2 separate regions of the Danio rerio genome follow, and region 1 is linked to region 2. A link is a contact called in public Micro-C data. All regions are on one chromosome and are shown on one strand. The core of a region is the stretch at or near the end of the contact, and the rest is flanking DNA. Distances in the headings are between cores, read along the strand shown.

The links. A called contact is a pair of places that touch in the nucleus more often than the background predicts.
Region 1: a contact with region 2 is called in a Micro-C map of caudal fin, with 4 times the contacts expected there. The contact joins the enhancer-like site here to the promoter of arhgap17b in region 2. A contact is called at or near these places in 2 of 18 Hi-C or Micro-C datasets (caudal fin and an unstated tissue).

The regions. Positions count from the first base shown.
Region 1 is chr3:17,413,417-17,417,760 of GRCz12tu, forward strand. It overlaps arhgap17b (Rho GTPase activating protein 17b), which reads left to right. Exons shown (of 20, transcript NM_001329867.1): 16 at 291-426. Among named protein-coding and RNA genes, the nearest start is that of slc5a11, 42 kb to the right of the region's middle. Within about 2 kb of position 1,390, at least 6 of the 62 cell types and tissues checked have an H3K27ac peak or open chromatin away from gene starts, as enhancers often do. A contact at or near this core is called in caudal fin, where this site is marked.
Region 2 is chr3:17,358,383-17,363,146 of GRCz12tu, forward strand. It overlaps arhgap17b (Rho GTPase activating protein 17b), which reads left to right and starts at 3,243. Exons shown (of 20, transcript NM_001329867.1): 1 at 3,243-3,548. The coding sequence starts at 3,493.

The DNA.
Region 1 (4,344 bases), core at 140-2,639, 53 kb after region 2:
AACATAATTATTATTTCATTATTATGATTATTTAGCAGGAACAATGCAGTATAGCATTGCTACAGTTTCAAGCAGCTGACGTGCCACATATGAGCTTAAAAAAAATAGAAGTAGTGGAAATACAGTAAATGACATAATTTGAGAAATTTGACATCATTTCCTTTCACAACTTTAGATTTTGTGCTGAAAACAAATCTTTATTGACAGCTAAGTTTAGAAAGTGATCTTAACTCTGAACTTATATTTTATCAGTCCCAAGTCTGAAATTCCTCTGCTTTTTGGCTTTTTAGATGTGGACTTCAACGTGTCCGGTGTGTTTGCCATGCCTGGGTGCCCCGGAACACCTGATGTAGAGTATGGGACCATCGAGAGGAGGCGCCCAGGCAGCCAGGGCTCGCTTGATTCTGACACGGCCCGCAAAGACAGGTACAGGTCTCATCCCCGCGTTCACAAACATGACTCCAACTCCACAGTAGTGTCCGCTTCCTATGTAGTGGCCAGTGAGTCGGTCACAGTCAAAGCAGACAGTCTGAGTCCACAGCTGGGGGCTGTTTAGACCTACATTCATTACAGTTATTTGTGTTTTTGCTTCATTTTCCTTTTGCTTTCTGTTTTGTCAACCGTTGCTTATTGTATGCTTTCTGAAATAAATAAACTTTATATACAGTAGCTATGTATAAATGCGTTATTGATATATATAATGATTATGAGTTAGACAAGAAAAAAGCACTAATGCAGCACTGATGTTGCAATGAAGTAACTAAAATGAATACAGTGAAGCATTTGGCAGACATTTGACTAAAAACCACATTAAAAATTACCTTTTTTTTTATCAGTCATTGTTTTTCCTTGAACATTTTTTTGGCTTTACTTGTGCTTATGCGCTGCTGTTTCAGCTATAGGAAGGCTAAGAACAGATTGGAAAATAGCATGTTGAGAGGGTAATTCTGAAATTGTGATGGTGGTTTTTTGACACAGCGAGTGTGAAAGCAGGAAGCAGCGAGTCGCTCTTCTGAGTTTGGTATGTTTAGAATGAGTCAGACAGCTCCTGCCCCGCAGGCGATCATACCGAACATTCAGAGCTTGAAAAGGGGAACACTTTGGGCCTCAGGTGGAGGACAAAATCCACTGAAAGTCACTGGCAAATGCAGTCATTTTCTGTGAGATTTGACTGCTTCATTGTTTACCTGAAAATGAAACTTTGCTGTCATTCAACTGTTTAAGATGTAGGTGACCTTTTCTTTCTTCAGGAGAACATTAAAAAAATGTAGCTGAAACTGGGGTCCTTGGTGTTTCATAAAATTCAAGTCGACAGCTAACTGCATTTCTAGTGTAAAAACACTCACACAGGCGAAACTACATGAATTCTTGTACTGCAAACTGCAGTGGTTGTAGTGTGTGGTCAGGTGGTGGTCTTGTCCCCCTTTTCCTCCGTCACTGTAGAGACTAACCCTACTAGGTGTGTTTCCATTACAAATTCACACAAAACTTTTGCAATGTTTTGTAGATGTATTATTGCAAAATGACATTGTGTCTATTAATGGAGTAAATTGCGAATTAAACTCGTCCTCTCACAATAAGTAATTGCAAAAATCATGGTGACATATAGGTCGTATAAGCAGTTAGACGTGTGTCAGACAAACCTTAAGTCAGGATATGCCCCTTATACAGTACATTGCATAAAAATCTTCTGAACAGATTTTTTTGTGTGCACCATCATCGGTTTCTGTAAATATCTAAAATCATATTGAAATCATAATCATGTGACATAATTTATGCCATGTGACATTTCCATTGCAGTTTTGCTAAATATGAATTTTCCAATTTGCCTGAAAAATACTTGTTTGCAGCATACAAAATACAGACTTTTTTCAAAACTGAGGCGTTTTCATTAGGAATATTTGCAATTTCAATTCTACATAGTCACAACTTTAAGGAATGTTCATGTTTTTTATGTATATCATAGGGGGATTTTTGCAAAATTGATGCATGTGATTTTCGTTTTTTCAATAATTTCAATTCGCAATTTTAAGTCTACAAATACAAGCATAGATCCATATCTATAACAAATGCTCATGTGACCTTTACATGCATCAAGGGACCTGTAAATGCACACAAAATTAAATAAAAATATATTCCATTAGAGTTTTCAAATTCCTTCAAAAACCTCCTCATGCAAGTGTTAAAACGTTTATGTTTATTTATTTATTTTTCACCAAATCGATGCGTTTCCAATTACGCAAATTTTTAATTCGCAGTTTCAACTCTACATTTAAGTGTATAGCCGTATGTTTACAGAATGATCATGTGACTTTTACATACATCAAGAGACCTGTAAATGCAAAGCAAACTAAATACTGAATTGGAGTTTTCAGATTCCCCCCAAAAACCTCCAAATGTGAGTGTTAAAGCTTTATTGGGTGTTTTTGCTTGATAGATGTTACACATAGCCATACGTTTACAGAATAAGCATGTGTTATACATATACCAAGTGACCTTTTAAATGCAAAAAAAATATATATAAATAAATAAATTCCATTCCAAATTACCCCAAAATTCTCCTCATGCGAGAAAACTTAAAGAATGGTCATGTGACTTTTTCAATTCAATTAATCTTTATTTCTATAGCGCTTTTACAATGTAGATCGTGTCAAAGCAGCTTTACATAGAAGATTATAGTAAATTGTCAGTACAGTGTCAGTCCAGACACTTATACATACTGTATGTAAGACCATGGCCTTTAGTGTCTGTCGCTAGAGCAACTTTAAAGGTCAGAGGAGTGAGGTTTACCTGCACAGCACTTCGCTAGCTGGCCTCCGTTACACAAACACTAAGTGACCTGTAAATGCGAAAAACATTTCTTATGCCATTTTTAAATAGCCTGAAAAGCCACCTGATGCGAGCATAAAAGCTTTGTGTGTGTTATTGTAAAGTTGATGGATCCGTATTTTCAATTTGCAATGTCAATTGGAAGGGTATTGGAAACACGCTGACTGTCAGTCTGTGGTGTGAGTGTTTCATGCTGTCTCCCCTCTTCCCTGTAGCCCTGCTAACAAACAGCCGGAATTCGCCCCTCGTAGAACTGGCACAATAACTAAAAAGCAGCACTCCACGCCAAACTTCCAGCCCCCTCTCCCTCCCATTGAGGCCGGGGGGGGTTCGGCGTTTGAGTCGTGCCCTCAGTTGCCCGCTGCCGGTCTGGAGGCACTTCAGACCCAGCAGACATTAGTTCAGCAGAGCCCTGCCTCAGACAACAGGTAAGGATTGGTGCAACCGTCAAAATCCTTTTTCTTCACCACGCCAGCTGCTGCCAGATGCCAGGAGCCGCCGCTGCTCAAATCTGTGCGCACATCAGCCTGTGCCACTCTCTTGATTAGTGCTTCAAAAACGCTGCTTGAAAATCAGTGGGTGCATTTTTAGTGAAAGGTATTAATCTACTGCAGATGTCTTTCATTGAGTTTTTTTTTGTGCAGTTCTCAACTTTGTTTTACTTCAAAGTATTTTAAGAATAAGCACCACAATTTTGTACATGATTTAAAAGAAATTCAGTATCTTATTTATAATTGCATTTCTATATGAAATGTACAGTGTTCAGCATAATTGAGTACACCCCATTTTGAAATTTAATATATTTATTCATTTCTCAGTGAATATAGGTCATATATTTTGGTGAATTTAAACAAAACAGATTTATTAAACAGATATATTTAATTACAATAATGTTTAGTTACCAAACATTTTTAGAAATAGAAAGAAAATACAATTATCTAATACAAAAATTTATGTTTTGTTCCTCTTGAATTTTGGTCTTTTTTATACAATTGAAGTCAGAATTATTAGCCCTCCTGAATTATTAGCCCCCATGTTTATTTTCCCCCAATTTCTGTTTCACTGAGGAAAGATTTGTTCAACACATTTTAACACGTAATAGTTTTAATAACTCATTTCTAATAATTTTATTTTATGAAAATGATTTATTTTATCATGAAGACAGTAAATAATATTTTATTAGATATTTTCAAGACACTTCTATACAGCTTAAATTGACCTGAAAGGCTTAACTAGGTTAATTAGGTTAACTAGGCAGGTTAGGGTAATTAAGCAAGTTATTGTATAATGATGATTTTTTCTGTAGATTATCGAAAAAAATATAGCTTAAAGGGGCTAATCATTTTGACCTTACATTTTTTTTATTATTATTAAAAATTATTCTAGCTGAAAAAAAACAAATAAAACTTTCTCCAGAAGAAAACACATTATCAGACATACTGTGAAAATTTCATTCCTCTGTTAAACAACATTTGGGACATATTTAAAAAAGAAAAGAAATTCAACGGGGGGCTA
Region 2 (4,764 bases), core at 1,993-4,492:
TGGAGTTTGCATGTTCCCTTGATTAAACTAGTGTATGTTTCCCAGTACTGGGTTGCAGCTGCAGGGCATCTGCTGCGTAAAAACGTATGCTGGATAAGTTAGTGGTTCATTCCGCTGGGATTAATAAAGGGACTCAGCCGAAAAGAAAATGAATGAAATAATGAATGAAGAGGAAAATGAAACTGTGCATGTTCTGATGATATTTACATCACTGTGCACATATCTTCGCATATTAAAGTAGGCCATAAAATAGCCTATATATAGCCTAAACAGCCGAAGACTATTCTCAAGTAGGCCTAACTGATGTGACAGTTTAACTACATGTTCATTATATAAAACAAACTAGACGTTAACAGTATCGCCAGAAACATTAACTAAAAATGTTGGGTTTTAATAACAATTCGTTGGGTCAATAAAACAATAGATCACTTGAAAAATGTAATGGTAAATAAAATTAGCAGGCGCACGCTCAGAATTACAAAGCTCATCTCAACATAGGCCTATATGTTACGATCTCAAAAAAGTAGTCGAGGGCTTCGTGACCCTTTAAATTAAAGTTTTTAAAAAATCACCCAACGTTGGGTTAATCCAACTAAGCTTTTTAAAAATGACTTGATCACACAGTCACGTTTGCAACTATTTGAGTTGAATATTTTAACACAGCTACGAGACGAGTAGGCCTAAAGACACAGACTAGAAAACATTACATGGTATTAATAAAAAGGAAACATGAAAATCTTGTCTGGTCTAAACATTGAGAAAACCCAGTCCTCTCTACAGCTATCGCTGCAGCCCGGAGACCTCCAAGTGGGTGGGATTTATGCCGCAAGTAGGCCCTTCTTCATCCAACAATTTATGTTCGCATATTCGGGATATAGGCTACGGCCTCTAGGTGGCAGCAGACAATTATTATAATCAAACTATGTGAAAGGAAACTAAGTTAATAGAAATTTTCTTAAGTCATTTGTTCTTGTACAGCAGCCTAATGATTAAATGTAAATTAGATTCAAATCTATTTAAGGCCTATTCGAATTGTGTAGGCCTATACAAAAATATTATTTATCTAAATATATAAAATGAGTTTTAAATGTTCAGTAATTAGACATGAATAATTTATATTTAGCTAAATTAATAGAAAGATTATACAATTAAATTCAAGCAAAATATTGCAAAAAAAATGTACAACTTACAAATTTTTATTTTTTTTATTTTTTGCTTCTCTTGATTTTTCCTCTTTTTAAATTTGTATTTAATATTTTTCTATAACATAGATGTGGGTGTACTAGGTTTTTTTTACCATTATCGTAGGTTATTTTGTTAGATAAACTCCAGATTTGACTTCAGTACTGACTAATCTCATGTTTGTGCACAAATATAATATTGTATAGCTGTCTATTAGAAAAATGAATTTAAAAGAGAGATTTGTGAGGGGTGTACTCATATATGCTGAGCACTGTGTACATATTCTAACCCCTTTACTCTTTAATATTACTTAACTTTTTGAGTTAAAACTTGAAAATGATAAGTCTTTGTCAAGAAAGATTCAAGTTTAGACAAAAATATTGTTCTTTAAGCACTTTAAATAGCTTATGTCCAAATAATAATATTTTATACTAATAGTATGTCATATATTGGTAAAATAGTGGTCAATTGCACATTTTAAAATAAAAAAAAGCATAAAATTCTGAAAGGCTTATTAAACTCCATGAAATAACCCGTGATCATTTTCAATGTTATTATAATATCATAAATAATATTATATATATATTTGCTACCTTTTGATTTCTTTCATGTTTGCCCTGCATTTATTCTAAATATCCTAACAATAAACTAGTGTTATAGACTAAAAGTTCAAACATATTATATATAATCTTACAATTAAAGTCAGAAATATTAGCTCCCCTTTCATTTTTTTTTCAAATGTTTCCAAAATGATGTTTAACAGAGCAATGACATTTTCACAGTATGTCTGATAATATTTTTTCTTCAGGAGAAAGTCTTATTTGTTTTATTTCAGCTAGAATAAAGGCAGCTTTTCATTTTTCAAAAAACATTTTAAGCTTAAAATGATTAGCCCCTTTAGGCATTTTTTTCAATACTCCACAGAACAAACCATCATTATACAATAACTTGCCTAATAACCCTAACCCAGTTAACCTAATTAACATAGTTAAGCCTTTAAATGTCACTTTAAACTGTATAAAAGTGTCTTAAAAATATCAATCAAATATTATTTACTGTCATCATGGCAAAGATAAAATAAGTCAGTTGTTAGAAATGAGTTATTATTATGTTTAGAAATGTGTTGAAGAAATCTTCTTTCCGGTTAACAGAAATTAGGGAAAAAATAAACGGGGCTAATAATTTAAGGGGACTAATAATTATGACTTCAACTGTATATTTAGGAAACTTTCAAGTAGGCATGCCTAACACCTCATTGTGTAAAGTAAAATAGTTTTTTTTTCGTAATAATGCAAAATAAATAAAATAGATGTGTAATGAATAACATCCAGATAATTTAGCATTCAATACATTTCTTTACCCTGTTCTAATTTAATATTATTTATAACATTGCTTAATATTTTCTTAATGTAAAAAAACAAACAAACGTCCTAATTCTGCTGAAATATCTGGTTCACTCTTTCAGTGATGTGTTGCAGCTGGAAGGGCATCAGCTGTGTAAAACCTATGCTGGATAAGTTGGCGGTTCATTCTGCTGTGGCGACCCCTGATTATTATCGGGACTAAACCGAAAAGAAAATGAATGAATGAATGAGTCTCTGGTTTAGAAAGGGTATTGTGCCATGGTTAATTCACGTAATATACAGTAGTCAACATTCAAAGTGAATCAAAAATATTGTTAAAAATTTCCCCAGGACAAGAATGGGTGTTGTTCGATAGTTGTAGGTCAACTTTAAAGAAAAGTTATGATGATTGATTCACTTCAAATGTTAAGTACTGTTGTGTAAAAACTTCTAGCTTTAAAATTAGCCATCCCTCGTTTTTGGACTCTGTACGGAAGATGGCGCTATTACAAAGACAAATACAGAGTACGAGCTCACTATGAATGAATTTAAAGGTTATTTGCATTTCTAATACAAAGCAGGCTTATAAATCCCAACCAACACCATACATAACCCACACAAAGAGCAACAACTAAATAATGTGAAGCAGAGTGTTAAACGCATGCTAAAGGTCTAATCAGACTAGTTCAGTCAAGGTGTCATGTGTCACAACCCACAGAGCTCCACAATAGGGAAGTGAACGGCACTTCCTATTTCCTCGCAGTTACTGCTGTCCACTGACTAAAGCAGAAAACGAGAGGAGATGAGAAACGAAAGGGACGCGCGGTTTATAAATGGATTTGAGCAGTAAATGACACAAACTCTCGGCTTCGGATCCTTGTCGCGCGCGCGGAATGGGAGCGTCCGTCGGCTCCAAATAAAACAGCGACTTCTCAAAGTTTTGCGTATTGGCGGATGAAGAGGATTCATGATGAAGAAACAGTTCAACCGCATGAAACAGCTGGCCAACCAGACTGTTGGCAGGTTAGTGTGGTCTCTTTTTAAGTGTTTGTAGTCTGAAAAGTGTAAAAATGTACGCCGTACAGTTGGGAGTGTCGTCATGTGTGCGCGCGCGCACAGGATTGCACTGATAAAGTGGAGTTCACAGAGCAGCAGGAAAGGTGTGATGTGGTCAGAGTTATAAATATGCTTATGATATATTCTTCTCACCCTTTCTTTTCCACTGAAGAAACCACTTTGTGTGTCAGTTTGTCTCATATGTAACCGACTGACAGAATGAGGCTTTTTCCAGTCCTCTCATGTCTGTCAGGATAAAACATCTAGAGATTGTTTACCTGAAATAAAAATTAAATGCAAGCATATGCAACCAATTGTATTCTTTAGAATTGGTCCCATTGAAAAGGTAACATCTTGGTAAATGGTAGCATATATATGATATGAACTGTATGGCTTAATAAACCACATTGAATGTTGGATAAACATCTGTAAAGTTAGAAGTTTTGATTGACATTAGCCTAATATAGCTAACTAGTTATTCGCAACATGATATATTAATTTGAGACAAACAGCTAGCCTATTTACCTGAAATAAAAATGAAATACAAGCATATGCAAGCAATTTAGTTCTTTAGGATAAACACCTTGAAATGATAACATCTTATTTTCAAGGTAAATAAACACAACACACACTGTAGCCTGTATGAAATTAAGTGCCGTCTGACTGGCCGTTTTGTCAGCCTCCTTTGTGTATGTTGAAGTATTTCTCTTTAAAGACCAAGAAAATAACTTAATGTTTGCCATAAAACTGATATTACAGAACACTCACATGAGAGCCTGATAGAAATGCTTATTTTAGAGGACAATTGTAGATTGTAGAGGCATTTAGAGGTTTTTGCATCTAAACTCTTCAACTGTATGGCTAAATGAAACACATATTGACTGTTGGATAAACATCTGTAGCAGTTTTTGATTGACATTAGGCTGATATTGTTAACTTATTAGCAACATGGTAAATTAATTTAAGACAAACAGCTAGCCTATTTACCTGAAATGAAAATGAAATACGAAACCAATTTTATTCTTAAGGCTAAACCTCTTGAAATGATAACATCTTATTTTCAAGTAAATATACAAAACACACACTGTAGCCTAATATATAAACTTAACTGAACTGTATGGCTAAATGAACCACATATCGACTGTTGGATAAACATCTTTAGCAGTTTCTGATTGACATTTGG